Linked DNA regions of Ovis aries: region 2 is linked to region 1. The links are chromatin contacts, called in public Hi-C maps. All regions are on one chromosome and are shown on one strand. The core of a region is the stretch at or near the end of the contact, and the rest is flanking DNA. Distances in the headings are between cores, read along the strand shown. Region 1 overlaps ATXN7L1 (ataxin 7 like 1). Region 2 has its middle 65 kb from the start of SYPL1.

What was found. A called contact is a pair of places that touch in the nucleus more often than the background predicts.
Region 2: a Hi-C map of hypothalamus shows a contact between it and region 1, with 5 times the contacts expected there. The contact joins two enhancer-like sites. A contact is called at or near these places in 13 of 16 Hi-C or Micro-C datasets (blood, hypothalamus, liver and 7 more).

What each region holds. Positions count from the first base shown.
Region 1 is chr4:48,247,086-48,250,712 of ARS-UI_Ramb_v3.0, reverse strand. The region is part of intron 3 of ATXN7L1 (ataxin 7 like 1); the gene reads left to right. Among named protein-coding and RNA genes, the nearest start is that of TRNAG-UCC, 52 kb to the left of the region's middle. Within about 2 kb of position 1,677, at least 7 of the 54 cell types and tissues checked have an H3K27ac peak or open chromatin away from gene starts, as enhancers often do. A contact at or near this core is called in hypothalamus, where this site is marked.
Region 2 is chr4:48,626,457-48,630,083 of ARS-UI_Ramb_v3.0, reverse strand. No RefSeq gene overlaps it. Among named protein-coding and RNA genes, the nearest start is that of SYPL1, 65 kb to the left of the region's middle. Within about 2 kb of position 1,668, at least 16 of the 54 cell types and tissues checked have an H3K27ac peak or open chromatin away from gene starts, as enhancers often do. A contact at or near this core is called in hypothalamus, where this site is marked.

The DNA of each region.
Region 1 (3,627 bases), core at 428-2,927:
CTGCAGAGGACACTGTCAGTTTTAGATGCCTTCATGGGCATTCGTGCCTTTGTGCTACTCCGTTTTGAGCCTCAAGGCTGCTCGGTGATGAGATGAGAAGTCCAAGGTAATGAAGAGTTGGGCCTGAGATGACGCACACAGAGCTGGACAGGGGTGGAGCTGGAGCTATGCTAAAGAGCCCTGCCCTTAAAGCACCCTGAAGTCAAGCCCCCTTGCTACCCTTCACTTTGCTGAATTAGTGTCCTGGGCCAACCTTTCTAAGCCTTAGGTTCCTCATCTATAAACTGTGGGTGAGGACGAAATATGACCTCCCGTGCGTGGGCACAGCCTACCACCCAGCGCCTAGCAGTGCTCAGTGTGTGCATGGCAAGGGTGAGTGAGGTGCTGTGTGTAAGGGATGGGGGGAGGTCAGCACCCCCCCCCCCATCTTTGTCATCTCAGTGGTTCCTCTACCAAGAATAGAAGCAGCTGGTCCTTTCCTGAAGCATTTGTACTGGTGTAGAGCTGGTCCGTGTTGTCTTGTGTTATATGATTTAACTTTCGTTGCAAAGATTGGCCCATTCATCAAACAATGATTGGGCCAAGTGCTAAATAGTATATATATATATATATATATATATATATATATATATATATATATCTGGGATAACTGGAGTGATGAATACATTTGGTTCAAGTCCCTGTCCTCAGGTAGCTCATGGTCTGGCCAGGTCTCAGGGTCATAGAACTAAAACCTTGCTCTTTGATGTGATAAGTATGGCAGAAACACCAAGGAAGGCAGAGCCAGCGCTGAGAGAGGAGAGGACCCGACAACCGCATGAAGGCAGATGGGGGCGTGTTCACCCCGAGGAGGAAGGCGGGCCCAGCAGCAGAAGGAACCGCCCACCCGCCGCAAGGCCCAGAGCCAGGCAGACGCACAGTGTTCAAGGAGCAGAGCTCCTGGAGGCTGTGGGAGAAGGTGCCGAGGGCGGGAGCCGTGTGGGGCCAGCTGTGAGGGTGGACTTGGTCCGCTGGGCAGTGGGTAGCCCTCAGAGCCCTCTAAGCAGCAGGATAGCAGGGTCGGATTTGCACTGGTGGAGACAACTTGAGCACAGGGAGCGGCTAGATGGAAGGTCTGATGATAGGATTTTGATCCAGATTCTGGCAAGCAGTGAGGACAGTGATGACATTGAAGTAACGCAGAAAGGAGATGTTGATAGCGTAGAATTTTTTAAAAACACAAACTGTATTTAATCGGGGGCAAAGCATCTCCTGAGTTTGCTATAGATCAGTGTGAAGACTCAACTCTTGAAGGTTTAAACAAAATGTGCTTGCCATTCTGGATGGAGGTGGTTTGTTGTGGGACTGCCTGCCCAGTGCTGGATTCCAACACGAAGAAGGAGGAATAGGAAAGACGCTTCCTGGGGAAGTGCCGCTGCGAAGGAAGCTGGGAGCAGAGGCTGGAGCGCTGACAGTAGCCAGGGATGCTATGCTCAGAACAAGCTTCCTGAAAGCACAGGCTGGGGGCCTGGGCCCTGGTCCCTGCTCCCCTCCTTCCCTGGCAAGGGCACGGAAGATGTTCTTTGAAAGTCCTGTCTCTCCAAGTCAGTGTTGGCCGCAGGGCTTGAGCCAGGCCGTGACCGTGGTGGTGTGCTGTCTGTGGAAGGCCCGGCAAGGGCAGGCTGGACGGCTTTTAGCTCCAGCAGCGGGAGCTGGTGACCTCTGGTGGCTGCAGGCGGAAGCGCGCCCACTGGCCACTCCTGAGCAAAGCCTGGCTGCTCTGGGGGCTCCATTCCGCCCTGCAGTATGCTCCCTCCAGAATCCGCCTGATTCCTGATCTCTTCCATCTCAGATCCTGCCCTCAAAGTCCCTTGATACCGTCCATGCCTTGCTGTGAATTTCACTAGGTACTCATTTTCATTGTGAGGCTCCTCATTCTCATATATAGCAGGAAAGGCACTGAGCAGGTATGGTTGTTTGATCTGGGCTTGTCTTAAATTTCTCTGGGACTTATCACCCGAGGCAGCACCCCTGCAGGCAGGCCAGTCTCCAGTGCACTCCGGAGACAGCCTGTCCAGCTTTGTGTACCCTACATGCCAGGACTCTGTTTTCCCTTCGTTATCTTCCTCTTTCCTGATTGCTGATTTTTCCCGTGATCTTGGAGCATCACGACTTCCCAGGAATGTCAGCACATTAAGTGCCTGTTGATCTCTCATTGGGTCTGGAGACTACCTCCTAAGCTCCTTGCCTTGGGAACCCCTGCTTAACAGAAGTGCCAGAGACACTAACAGAGGCTGATGCTGGGACTTCTTGCTTCTAGGGAATCTGGAGCAGCCTAGAAAGGGGCACATGCTGTTCTTCCGGAGGAAGAAATTTTAGGGCCATCACAGAGATCCCCACCGCCTCACACACTTCAGGGTTGCAGAAGACAACATGTTCATATGAGAGGAGACTGGAGTTCCTCTCACTCTTGTAGAATATGTATCCATGTGGGAACTTTTACCACTAGTCCAGGCTTGGGCAGTACCTAGGAGACTGGGTTGGAGAAAGTAGGTGGGATTGCAAAGCAGGACCAAGGGCTCCTGGAAAGGGATCAAGTCTGTAAAGGCTTCTTACTCAGCTCTGTCTTTTCCCTTTGCCACCGCCAGGAAATGGTCCTCCACTCTGGGTGAATATGGAGGGCCAGTTGCTCCCACTCAACTTCTTTTCCTGCCTTCTCCTCCTCTTCATCCACCCCCTCTCTCCATTGTGGGACCAGAAGACTCAAAGAGGACAAAAAGTTCTGACGGTGACAATGACTTGCACACAGACATCTACCCCAGAAGCATCAGGGTCCGTGGGGGTGGTGTCTCTCCTTCTTGTTTTAGCTACAGTTTATTGAGGGTCAACTATGTGCCCAGGGACTAAGCTAAGCACTTTATACATATTATCTCAGTTAATTACTTCAGATATCTATCATGATCTTCATTTTACTGATAAGGAAACTGAGGCCTGAGTTCAGTTCAGTTCAGTTCAGTCGCTCAGTCGTGTCCGACTCTTTGCGACCCCATGAATCGCAGCACACCAGGCCTCCCTGTCCATCACCAGCTCCTGGAGTTCACTCAGATTCATGTCCATCAAGTCGGTGATGCCATCCAGCCATCTCATCTTCTGTCGTCCCCTTCTCCTCCTGCCCCCAATCCCTCCCAGCATCAGAGTCTTTTCCAATGAGGCAACTCTTCGCATGAGGTGGCCAAAGTACTGGAGTTTCAGCTTTAGCATCATTCCTTCCAAAGAAATCCCAGGGCTGATCTCCTTCAGAATGGACTGGTTGGATCTCCTTGCAGTCCAAGGGACTCTCAAGAGTCTTCTCCAACACCACAGTTCAAAAGCATCAATTCTTCGGCGCTCAGCCTTCTTCATAGTCCAACTCTCACATCCATACATGACTACTGGAAAAACCATAGCCTTGACTAGACGGACCTTAGTCAGCAAAGTAATGTCTCTGCTTTTGAATATGTTATCTAGGTTGGTCATAACTTTTCTTCCAAGGAGTAAGCGTCTTTTAATTTCATGGCTGCAGTCACCATCTGCAGTGATTTTGGAGACCCCCAAAATAAAGTCTGACACTGTTTCCACTGTTTCCCCATCTATTTCCCATGAAGTGAT
Region 2 (3,627 bases), core at 419-2,918, 380 kb before region 1:
GTCCTTCATCCAGCCTGCCATTTCACATGATGTACGCTGGATATAAGTTAAATAAGCAGGGTGACAATATACAGCCTTGATGTACTCCTTTCCCAATTTGAACCAGTCATTGTTCTATGTCCAGTTCTACCTGTTGCTTCTTGACCTTCATACAGGTTTCTCAGGAGGCAGGTAAGGTGGTCTGGTATTCCCATCTTTTTAAGAATATTCCACAGTTTGTTGCGATCCATGTAGTCAAAGGCTTTAGCATAGTCAGTGAAGCAGAAGTAGATGTTTTTTCTGGAATTCTCTTGCTTTTTCTATGACTCAACAGATGTTGGCAATTTGATCTTTGGTTCCTCTGCCTTTTCTAAATCCAGCTTAAACATCTGAAATTTTTGGTTCACATACTGTTGAAGCCTAGGTTGGAGAATTTTGAGCATTGTTTTGCTAGCATGTCAAATGAGTGCAATTGTACAGTACTTTGATTATTCTTAGGTATTGCCCTTCTTTGGGATTTGAATGGAAACTGACATTTTCCAGTCCTGTGGCCACTGCTGAGTTTTCCAAATTTGCTGGCATATTGAGTGCAGCACTTTCACAGCATCATCTTTTAGGGTTTGAAATAGCTTATTTTCCCAGGGCCATGAGCTCACCTGAAGACAGGGCCATCTAGTTATCTCAAAGACTTCAGAAAAATCCAAGCAACCCTGTAGAATTGTCCATTTCTGGGAGACTAAGAGTCATAAAGCAGGCAGTGATATGCTGGGTGTTGAGGTTAAGCAAGGCTGGGCTTGTCAGAGAGACAGATGAAGAGGACTATCTCAGGAGCATCACCCTAAGCAGCCACAACTCCTTCCCTTGTGTGGTCACCACTCAAAGAAATTCCTCCCCACGGCTCCTTGGAGACTCCTGCCCTTTGGCTTTGTGCCTCCAGGCTTGTGATGGCATTAAAAGTGCTGCTCCTTGTCACTAGGCTCTTGTGGTTCTAAGTGTGGTGGAGGTAGCTCTGAGGAGTGACTAGATCCCTCATCCTGTGGTCCTGCCACATGGGTCCTATCTGAATTCCTGCCCTCAGAAACTGGATTTGAGGAAATCCCATAACATGAGTTAAGGAAAACTGGGGAGAGGGAAAGGTCAAGAAGCCAAAGGAGAGCCCCAAGACACAGGCAGACATTGTCACATTCCCCCATCCTGTTATCATTCCTGGTATCAGGGTGAATGGGCTCACAGGGTTCACCAAGTCACTGAAGGAAGACACATGCTCCTGGGCTCCAGGCAGAGGAGATGTGCAGGCATTACCCGGAGCGTTGTGATGCCTCCTGGGAGGCGGTGGTAGAGAGGAAGCCTCAGTCTGCATGAACATGAGCTTGGGTGTAGCCCCTCCTGCTGGGAGAGGAGGCTTGGTACCAGCTAGCTGACTAACGCCATAATGCAGGGAGAGCTTCCAGGGACTCATTCCAGGGCTCCCGCCCTTTGCACTGTGACCTGCGGGCAGCTGCACACTCATTAGCATTCATGTCTGCCTCTGGCACAGCCCACTGAACACCAGCCAGCTGGCTGAGACCCTTCGTGTGCAAAGAGTCTGTGTCGTGCAAGAGTTCAGATAGTCTTGCGTGTGTACTGATGGCCTCAGCTGTAACTGCCGTTCACACCAAGAGCTGAGACTCTGTGACTGGACTCACGCCAGTCTTTGCAATGTGCACTTGGAGTAGACCGGGAGAAGCCAGAGCAGGAGACAGAGCAGCTTTCCCTTGCTGCTCTCACAGAGATTTGGTTGTGACATTTCATTCTGTGTTGTTCTATCATTTTATTTTCTTGAGGTGAAACAAACATCTGGTGCACAGATCTTCATACATTTTAAATGCCTCTCCCAGCCTCTGCACTGTAGTAACGCCGCCCCTTTCCTTCCCGCATGTTCATTTGAATATGAACTTAATGGACGCTAAATAAGTCAGCAGAGTTGCTGTTTTTCATGCGGTTGAGCAGATGTGTTTCTGAGGAAATGTGCTTGTATGGGCAACCTCAGCCTCTCCACCCAGACAGACCGCAGGCACAGCCAGCCTCTGGCACCCAGGAGAGTGCTCCAGCCACCTATCTGAGGGAATTGAAAGTGTAAATGGCACCCAGCCCTCTCTGTAAAGTTTCCTCCTCCCCCCACCCTCTCCCTTCCTCTGTATGCTAAGGACCCTGGGGTTCTTCAGTAAAGAAGGGACGCCCCTGCCCTCGAGTGGTACCGACCAGTCCAGTGCTGAAAAAATCATCTGTCCTCAACAGAAGTGATGGATTAAAAGCAGGGATTGATCTTTCAAGTTCCACCCTAAGTTCCAGCACTTTAGGAGATTCCTGGAAAAGCAGGACAGGCTAGGGAATGCTCCGGGTTGACTCATCCTCGGGTTGAAAAATTCTCGCCTAAAGTCTGACATTCCGTGTCTAAGACTTGAGAAGACTCGTGGAGGTTCTTGAGGGCAGCTAAAAGCTGGAGCAATCAGCTGGGCTGGCTTTGTCCCCTCTCCCCTACAAAGGACTGTTGCTGAAGCTGTGTTGTGATGGACCCTGGTGTGTGTGTGTGTGTGTGTGTGTGTGTGTGTGTGTGTGTGTGTCTGTGTGTCTGTGTGTTTTGCTCAGTTGTATCTGACTCTTTGAAACCCCATGGACTATAGCCTTCCAGGCTCCTCTGTTCATGGGATTTTTTCAGGCAACAATATTGGAGTGGGTTACCATTTTCCTCCTCCAGGGAATCTTCCCGACCCAGGGATAGAACCCACATCTCCTTCACTCCTGAATTGCAGGCAGATTCTTTACCCGCTGAGCAGTCAGGGAAGCCACATGCAACCTGGGCTCAGGCACAAAGCAGCCACAAGCTGGGCATGGGCTTTCCGGGTGTCTGTCTTCCCAGTCAGGCAAGGGTTCCCAGCATCAGGTGCAGCTGGATGTGGGAGAGAGACAGAGCTCCCAGACTGAGCCTGGCCCTGCTTGCTGTAGTCACCTAGCCCTCTCTGGACTTTCCTCTCCTCATCTACATGGCAAAGGGGTTGAAGCAGCTGACCTCAAAGCTATTCACAGATTTAAAACTCCACAGGGAATTTTCTCTCCTCTAAACTCTTCCCCCCACCCTAGAATTGTTCTGTGACTGGCCCGAGGGGCATCAAAGCCCTGCAAACTGCAAAGCGCTGGACACACCAGCCTTTCCAGGGACGATGATTCTGGGAGCCCTGTTTGGTCCAGAAATCCTCCCAGATACTGTTCTTAATGGATTTGCCAGACTCTAAGATCAGCGATTTAACAAAAGCCTGGCTGAGCCCGGATTAGGTTTCTGGGAGCCAGGACCCGGGGGCCTGTCCGGTTGAGCCACTTTCTCAGAGCCACGTGACTCTCACAGACCAGGAGGCAGGCGAGGTGGGGGCCCCTCCCCCATGTCTGTCCCCTGCTCTGAAGTCCTGTGCACAGTGACATCGAGCAGCAGTGCACCTAAAAGGAACCCCCAACTGAAGAGTGGTGGGTCACTCACGCCACCGGTGGTCAACACACTTCCCGCACAGTGAGGGGCCCCAGTCCAGACTGGCAGGTTCCAAGTTGGCTGTCACGTTTGGCCATCTTCTATGGAACCCATGATATTGCCCCCAGGGAGGCAGGAGAAACAGAGCT